Linked DNA regions of Sus scrofa: region 2 is linked to region 1. A link is a contact called in public Hi-C data. All regions are on one chromosome and are shown on one strand. The core of a region is the stretch at or near the end of the contact, and the rest is flanking DNA. Distances in the headings are between cores, read along the strand shown. Region 1 holds the start of MCRS1 (microspherule protein 1). Region 2 holds the start of PRPF40B (pre-mRNA-processing factor 40 homolog B).

Evidence for each region. Hi-C and Micro-C count contacts between places; a contact is called where the count stands out from the background.
Region 2: a contact with region 1 is called in a Hi-C map of embryonic fibroblasts, with 1.8 times the contacts expected there. The contact joins the promoter of PRPF40B here to the promoter of MCRS1 in region 1. A contact is called at or near these places in 2 of 47 Hi-C or Micro-C datasets (embryonic fibroblasts and skeletal muscle) and 1 of 2 datasets of contacts at active chromatin or transcription factors (alveolar macrophages).

Annotation. Positions count from the first base shown.
Region 1 is chr5:15,524,423-15,528,651 of Sscrofa11.1, forward strand. MCRS1 (microspherule protein 1) reads right to left here and starts at 2,145. Exons shown (of 13, transcript XR_002343937.1): 1 at 2,000-2,145; 2 at 372-812; 3 at 45-183.
Region 2 is chr5:15,568,368-15,572,596 of Sscrofa11.1, forward strand. It overlaps PRPF40B (pre-mRNA-processing factor 40 homolog B), which reads left to right and starts at 1,773. Exons shown (of 25, transcript XM_021091619.1): 1 at 1,773-2,292. The coding sequence starts at 2,290. It overlaps FAM186B (protein FAM186B), which reads right to left and starts at 2,291. Exons shown (of 10, transcript XM_021091213.1): 1 at 2,199-2,291; 2 at 1,764-2,145. The coding sequence starts at 2,291.

The DNA.
Region 1 (4,229 bases), core at 895-3,394:
GAGCATGCAGGGGTCTCAGTCTCTGGCCCTCTGACTCTTATTACCTGGAGGAGCTTCTCCGTTTAGGGATGGTGCCCAAGGCCTGTGAGGAGGCCCGCTTCTGCCCTGCCAGCGACTCCTCATCCTCTGAGCGGCTGGCAGTGCCTGATGCCATCAGGGATGAATCTAGCAGCCCCTGAGAATCTAGAAAGAGAGAAGCAGTGAACGCAAGCCTCCTACGTACCTAACAGAGCCTTGAGCCTCTGCAATGGGACCCCTCCTCAGCCCCCCACTTCCCCTACCAGTCCTCTTGGCCCCGCCCTTGCTTCCCTGACACTTGAGGTTTTAAGGTGGGAGTTCCTTGGCCATCCAGATCCCATCTGGGCCCAGACCTTCCACGCTGGGCAGTTCTCCCGGTGCCACGTGTCATGTCGTGCAGCACATGGTGCTCAGGTCAGACTGGTGATGCCGACACACCGGGCTCTGGGCATAACTGCTCCCTCTGCCATCAAAATGCAGCCATGCCAAAGAGCGGCAGCTCAACAGCAAGTCAGTCAATTGTGGCCTCTGCCGAGAGGTACGTGGGTGGTGCTGGCCCAGGGGGAGGTGGCAATGCCCAGCCAGGACCGAAAGACACACGTGCCAGGCACGGGGTGGAATCAGCAGATGCTTGGCGCCCGAGCGTTTGGGGAGCTGGCCCGGCCTCATACTACCTTTGTCCATCCTCTTACAGTCCCAAAGCCACTGGTTCCAAACCACAAGGCTAGGAGGAAGGGTCCCACAGGCTCATCCAAGGATTCTGACCAGGTGAGCTTGGAGGCTGAAAGGAGATTCTGCAAAGGAGAAATGAGGCTCCCTGAGGCTCAGGTTTCCAACTGGCCAGCATCACCCCTTTATACTGGAACAGGTCCCCCAGGACCCCGTAAGCTAGGGAGGACACTAAGAGATGACACACAGGCTCTCTTCTACCAAAACGACCCTGACAAACCAGTACTCTTCTGAAGGTCGCTAACATCTCTGAGTCAGTGACAAAAGGCAGGGACCCTAGAAAATTTACACATTTTAGGGTGTTCACAAACCCCTCTAATTCTACTCATAGCCCCTAGGGTAAGGGCCTTGACTATAAAGCAGCAAGAAACGAGGGATTCTTGGCTTCCTTTTTGTCAGCTGCCCACTCAACTCTAACAGCACCACCCTTCCCCTCTCAGACCAAAGCAGGGACAAGGAAAGGGAGACAGAACTCCAACGAATCCATCTCACTTTTTTTTTCATTTGCAGCTCTGGCTGAAGATTTAGTGGGTGGTACCTCGTGGGAGCTAAAAAAAAGCGGTTTTGGAACTGAGCAAATATCAAACCGCCCTGGAAGGCCCTCCGCTAACCCCCAGAGAGCTCAGGTAGAGGAGACTCAGGGCGCGCCGCTTGCGGGTCCCGCCCCTTTTGACCAGCGCGGCTCTTCCGGCAGCGTCCGGCCCTGCCCCCAGGTGCGCTCGTCACGCCGCTCCAGTGGATACGGCTGGGAATCTTGCCACCTGGGGAAAGGGTGAAGGGCCCCAATTCTGCAGGTAAACTGAGGCAGGGTCTGGACGCCCTTTCTTCTGCCCTCCGCGCCTTGTTCTCACCCCAAGTGCACACCCAAGGTGGGGAGGTTAGTCTAGGTCTATTTCAGGGGCTCGGGATAGGGGTGGCGATGAAGACGGCCCTACAACTCAAAAGCAAAGCACCGAGTGAACCCCGAAGGTCTCGCAGCCTTGGTTTAAGCCCCACAGGCCGATGGTGGGGGAAGGGAATCCACTCCCAGGCCAAGTCTCACCCCACCTTTGGCATGCCACCTTTGCGCATGCGTAACTTCTCGGGCCAGCTTCTGGTCCGATCCAGCCCACGCATGCGCAGATTTTCGGGGCGCTACCTGGGCGGGGCCCCAAACCTGGGGGAGGGGGGTCGTCCCCGATGGCACTCTGGGAAACTCCATTTCACCCTCAACTCTGTTCGGAAGCCCCAAAGGCGAACCGCAAGGTCTCACCATTCCTAGGCTGCCAGCTCCAACAATTTCTCCGCGGCGACGGCAGCAGCCGCAGGGCCAAAGCCGGCTTCCGTGAGCTTCGTCTACTTCCGGGGCTAGGAACTAGGGGCTGCGCAACCCCTTCCGGCTTGCCCGGGCCACGTGAGTAAGGGGGCGTGGCCACGGCAGCGAAGGAGTCACGTTTCGTTAATAGACGAACTTAAAAGCGTTCCCAATTGGGACAGCAAATAGGGAGACAACAGGGGTTATAGGCGTCAGAGAGGTTACCTGGTTGGAGGAAACAATTAAAGGGAAAAACGGGAGTTCCCTGTTGTGGCTCAGCAGGCTAAGAACCTGGGTTAAGAACCCGACTGGTATCCACGAGGATGCGAGGTCCAGCTCCGGCCTCGTTTAGTGGGTTAAGGATCCTGCGTAGCCGGGAGCTGCGGTGTAGTTTGCAGACCGGCTCGGATCTGGTGTTGCTGTGGGTGTGGCGTAGGCCGGCAGCTGCAGCTCCCATTCGACCCCTAGCCTGGGAACTTCCATAAGCTGCAGGTGCGGCCCTAAAAATAAATAGGTAGATAGAGAGATGGACAGACAGATAGGTAAACGGGGTGGAATAGCCTGAGGGGTGAGATCGACTAGGAGGTGGGACAACTTCGGGAGGGGCTGGCCCGAGGGTGGGGCCGGGAGCCAGGCTAAATTTCGGCTTCCTAATCCTGCAGCCTGAGAGATCTATGACTCTTTGATAGTTTCCCAGGACCAATTAGAGATTGTGAGATGTTTTAGAGAAACTACTCTGTGAGAGGGTCTGTGCTAGGCACAGTACAGGGAGATGATGTTGACGAGCTGGAGAGATGTGGCGTATGACATAGGCCGGGAGGTGATGTTTAAGGAACGGGTGGAAGTCCGTGTGCCATTCTCCTAGAAGGTAGAGGCCCTAGGAGAAGAACTGGGGCTCAGTTGGTTCCATCAGCCCAACCCCACCTGGATTGCTGGAGGCAGTTATGGGCCCTGGGAGGCAAGATGACCAACAGAAGCACCTTCAGAGGAGAGTGCTCTAGAATCTTGGGATGGGAGGACAAACCTATAGCAAATGTTGGGAGTTTGGGGGTGTGAGATCTGCCTTGAGAAACCAGAAAGGACTGCCCTCGAAAAGAGGGTTTCTATTTGTTTTATACTTCCTTGGAGGGGCACATAAGTGTAGTAGCTCTAGAGAAACATACTGTGGCTCAGAATAAGAGAGATACAATTCCAAAGCTGTCTACCAGCTAAGGTGGTCCCTTTAGTGGAGGTGTCAAGCATACTCTGATAATTGACACTGCCAGGGGATTCAAGTGTCAGATGGGAGGCTAGCCCTTCCAGCCCTGACAGTGTATGGTATCCCTCTGCTTCAAGAGTCCCCTCTTCAGTTGTGATCTTGCTTAATGAGTATTAACCTGTTTTATCTCCCCTGAAAGATTGTGAGTTTTCTGATACAAGGTGTGATGGACTATATTAGATATAGCATAATAGCTATACTAGGTGAGGTCTCTAAGGAGGTGACAGTTGTTGAGGGACCAATTAGGCAAAGAGCTGGGGTAAGATGACCTGGTCAGAGGGGACAGCATAGCTCCAAAGCAGAAAAGAGTTTGGTGGAGTTCCCATCGTGGCGCAGTGGTTAACGAATCCGACTAGGAACCATGAGGTTGCGGGTTCGATCCCTGGCCTTGCTCAGTGGGTTAGGGATCCGGCGTTGCCGTGAGCTGTGGTGGGGGTCACAGACGCAGCTCGGATCCCGTGTTGCTGTGGCTCTGGCGTAGGCCAGTGGCTACAGCTCCAATTGGACCCCTAGCCTGGGAACCTCCATATGCCGCGGGAGCGGCCCAAGAAATAGCAAAAAAAAAAAAAAAAAGAGTTTGGTGAGTTTGAGGGACAGGAAGGATGAGCAAGAAAAAGATGGAGAGACATGAGAACAGAGTGGTCATCAGGGTAGATCATATCCCTTGTAGTTTGTAGTGTATGGTATGGATTTTGATCTTTTTTTTTTTTTTTTTGGCGTTTTAGGGCCACGCCTAAGGCATATGGGAGTTCCCAGGCTAGGGGTTGCACTGGAGATACAGCTGTTGGCCTACACCACAGCCACAGCAACTCAGGATCCCAGCGACATCTGCAACCTTCACCACAGCTCACAGCAATGCCAGATCATCGACCCACTGAGTGAGGACAGGGATCGAACCTGCATCCTCATGGATACTAGTTGGATTCGTTT
Region 2 (4,229 bases), core at 523-3,022, 44 kb after region 1:
AGCCCATGGCTCTTTCCCAGATCCCCTTCCTTTCAGCCCTTGCCTCTGTCCTGCATTGAGACAGCCTCACTCAGGCTCCTGTGGACATACCAGCTTGGGCTCACTCCTCTTACTTCGAATAGCTGCCCTTGGCTATCTCTCAGACCTAGATGCCCACACTATCAGCGGGTCTCCCTGGGAGGAGAGCCAAGGAAGACGCTGGTCCAGGGCCAGGAAGCAAGCTAGGCAGGGAATTCTAGGGTTCCAAGTATTTAGAACATGGTCTATTAAGGGGGTAAGTGGGCTTTGGATGGGCATATCTCCTTCGACTCCTCACTTTGTTGGGAGGAACACAGCTGGAGGAGCACCAGAGATGTGAAGGTAAATGTCAGAAGAAATACTTTAAAAGAGCTGAATATGGCTGCTCTCCAGGAGGGAGAGACGATGGAGGCAGGGCTCAGCTGTTTTTCTTAACAAATCTTACATAATTATTCGACTCTTTTCTTTAAAACAGGTGTCAGAGTTTGGGTTGTGGCTCAGGGGAAACAAATCTGACTGGCATCCATGAGGATGCAGGTTCCATCCCTGGCCTTGCTCAGTGGGCTAAGGCTCTGGCATTTCTGTGAGCTGTGGTGTACGTCAAAGACAAAGCTCAGATCCCTCATTGCTGTGGCTGTGGTGTAGGCCAGCAGCTGCAGCTCTGATTCAATATGCTGCAGATGCGGCCCCCAAAAGACAAAAATAAAATAAAAGTAGATGTCTATGTGTTCTAAAAAATATCTCATTAAAAAAAACCAGGAGTTTCCGTTGTGGCTCAGAGGGTTAAGAACCTGACATAGTATCCATGAGGATGCTGGTTGGATCTCTCTCAGTGGGTCAAGGATCTGGTGTCACCGGCAGCTGCAGCTCTGATTCAACCCCTAGCCCAGGAACTTCTATATGCCACAGGTGCAGCCCTAAAAAAGAAAAAGAGAGAAGAGAAAAAAGAAAAACTGTAAAAATAAAATGTGATTGACAAAAGTCTATGGAATTTCTGAATCACTTCTGCAATGCCTAGAGAGCTCAACAATAATGTTTGAAAACTACAGGCCTGAGCCCTCATTTGAGGCCACTTAAGGTATTATGATGAAAACCACATGAAGTTTCTCACCCCAGCAGCGGAGAATAACTCTCTTCCTTCCCTCCCATTTGTCACCTTTAATTTAAGACTTCTGCTTCGTGTTGTTCTCCTATTTCTCCCTGGCTAGACTCTAAGCTCCTTGCAATCAGGGACCTGGCTCAGAGGTCTTTGTGTATTCAGGACCTAACACAGTACCAAGCACAGAGCACAGGCTCAGCTAAGTGTTGAAGAATAGAGGAAAAAGAACCATTACGAAGGTCTTGGAGAGATGGTGTTGGACCTTTCTGCTGCTCTACGCCTGGAGCTCTGTAACTTACTAGCCCTGAGACTTTCAGCTTATAATTCCTTATCTGTACAACATGATATTATCTCGCATTTTTATTCCTTAAAGTAAATAGGGAGCCTCTCAACTTCACCACTTGGTGGGAGTTAAATCTCCAAAGAAGTAACTTTGGGGTCCTGTGAAAAGCCCATGTACGCCCATGAGGGCAGGGGTTTCGGGGAGTCTGTCTGCTTTTTTCTTTTCCCCAACTGCTGTCTGCCCAGTGCTTGGAACAGTTCCTGGCATGTAACAGGTGCTCAATAAATCGCTGTTGAATGAGTGAGTTAAAATGAAAAATAGCTACACATCGAGTAAAAAACGCTTTGTGAAGTGCAACGATACCCCTATATTCGGAATGAATCTTGGGTCCAGCCCCTGGTCCTGGGAGCGGGCGCGCGGGATCCAGTCGGTCGGAGCGCCGCGGACGCGCCAGCCTAGCAGCGAAGGCCGGGAAACTGCGGGAGGTGGTCTGGAGGCGGCCGGCGGGAAGGGAGGGCAGGCGGGAGAGTCGTGGGCGCCGGCCGAGGGGCCGGACCCGCGCTGGGGAGGTGGGCGGCCCCGGGGCGGCAGCCCGCAGGCGGTCCGGGGGAGCCAGGAGCCCGGAGCAGGCGCGCCACGCCCCCCGGTGGGCGGACCCCGGAGCCGGCGGCGCGGGGGCGGGGCCTGGCTCTCCGTGCCGGGGGCGGGGCTGGGCCTGGGCGCTCCGGGCCGGTGGGGGACCTAGCTGGTCGGCGGGAGCGACCGGAGCCCGGGCCACCAAGGGGTGCGACCCCCCACTGGCCCCGCCTTCCCGGCTGCGGCCGGGCCAATCAGAGCGGCTTTTACTGGCGGGTGGGACCAGCCGGCCCAGCTGCTCGGAGGCTCTGGCATGGTAACGTCCCCGCGCGGGGGTGGAGGGGCCCGGGGCGGTCCCATAGCGCCCCCGGCTGCCCGGGCCCGGACCCGGGGCCCGGGGAGGCCGTCGGGGGTACCTAGGACTCCGGGGTAGAACAGGGGGATTGGGGGGGTTAGGGAGAGGAGCCTGGGAGGGGGGAGGGGGCGGGGATTTGGGGGAGAAGGGGCGGGGGAGGCCATGATGGAGGATGGCGGGGGGTTGGGGGCTGAGGGGAACTAGAGTTGCGCGACTGGGTGAGGAGGAGGAAGGGATGCAGGGTAGGTTTGTGGAGAAATGTCGGGGAGGAAGAGAGGGGCGAGAGAAATGTGGGAACCGCGGGACTAGGGGAAAGCTGGGGGCCACAGTTTCCCCTCTTGCGATATTTGGCCTGCGACATGCCCCTTCCCCAGACTCAGTGCTTGGACCCTTCGGAAGCCCTGGATGCCCCATAAGACCTCTTGGAGACCCCCTCCTTCATTTCCCCACATTGTCTCCTGAGGTGAGGAGGGGGCATCGTCTCCTGAGGAAAGAGAGGCTTCCGGCCCCCACCCAGTGCTGGACAAGTCAAGAAATGGAAGGGCAGAGGCCCCTCGGTCCCAACCCTGGCTCTGCAGTCCACAAACTGTGTAACATCTCTGTGTGACCTTGGGCAAGTCACTACTTTTCTTTGGGCCTTAGATTTCCCATCGATTTAAGTTAAAAAAAAAAAAAAAAAAGGAAGATGCATGAAAATGACATCCCAGGTCCCTTCCTGCTCCCAAATGGGATGATTCTTGAGGGGAGAGTTCAGGAGAATGGGTTCTAGGATGTGGGGAAGCAAAGGAAAGAAGGTTGAACGTGGAGGCAGGCCTTCAGCTGGGGCTGCAGAAAATCCCCAGGGAGGTGGGGGGATGGGAGGCACAAAGCAGGGCTGGGGCAGGCTAGCCAGCGCCTCTGGAATCCTGTTGGAGGGATGGGGAAACTCTTTAAGGAGGAGGTTGAGTCCTAACCCAGGAAAGATGACCAGAAAACATTCTGTTCATCAGCTGGAGAGTGATGAGGAGACGGCAGGATCAGAGAGAAGCAATGGAAGATATTTTCTAGAGTCTTTGGGAGCAGGAGGAATAATCAGGCTGGTACAGGGGAGTGGGGACTAGGCCAATCTGGAAAACATGGAAGGAGAGGCTGATGCTGTCTAGGGCAGCTGCAGAAAGGCAGCAAGTAGAAAATAGGCTACAGGGGAGTCAACCAGTCTCTCAGACTCCCTTGTACTTTTCTCTTTGATGATGGCTACTTCTTTCTGGGAGATGTGCCTTCCAGCCTTCATTTTCCAACACATATCCCTTTAGGGAGTGAGTCACACCAAGCCAGTCTTGCAGTCACCTGGCTGGCTGAGGATTTCAGGATTGTGTGAGAGTTGGGGTGGAAAGAAAACTTAGAGCAGTGAATTTGAATGTAAGAAATACCTGTGGCACCATCCTGCTTGCTGGGAGACTGCTTTGTGGAGTAGTTGAAAGCACAGGCTTTGGGGTCAGACTGCTTGGATTCCACAATTGCCTCTGCCATTTAATCTCCTAGAACCTTGGTCAAGTTCCTTGATCCCTCTGAGCCTCAGTTTCTTTATCTACAAAATGGGAGTAATAACCTCTAAGATAGTTGCAAGGATTAAATGAGTGTTTGGCATGGTATCTGGCTCATAATAAGCACTCAGTAAATATTAGCTATTAACTGTTTTTTCCCCTCTGTTTTCTTCCTTCTGTCTCTCCATTCTTCTCCTTTTGTTCTTCTTCTGAGTCTTTAGTCCTGCGATGTCCCTCACATGTGGAGGTTGAGAAGAATAGAATTGATTGTATCTTGAGGGGGTGGGGGAGTCCTTCCACTGGCCCCAGTGAACACCTGATCAAATGATCAGCTTTCTCTTCATTGTCTGTCCTCAGCCCACGCATGTGTTTTTG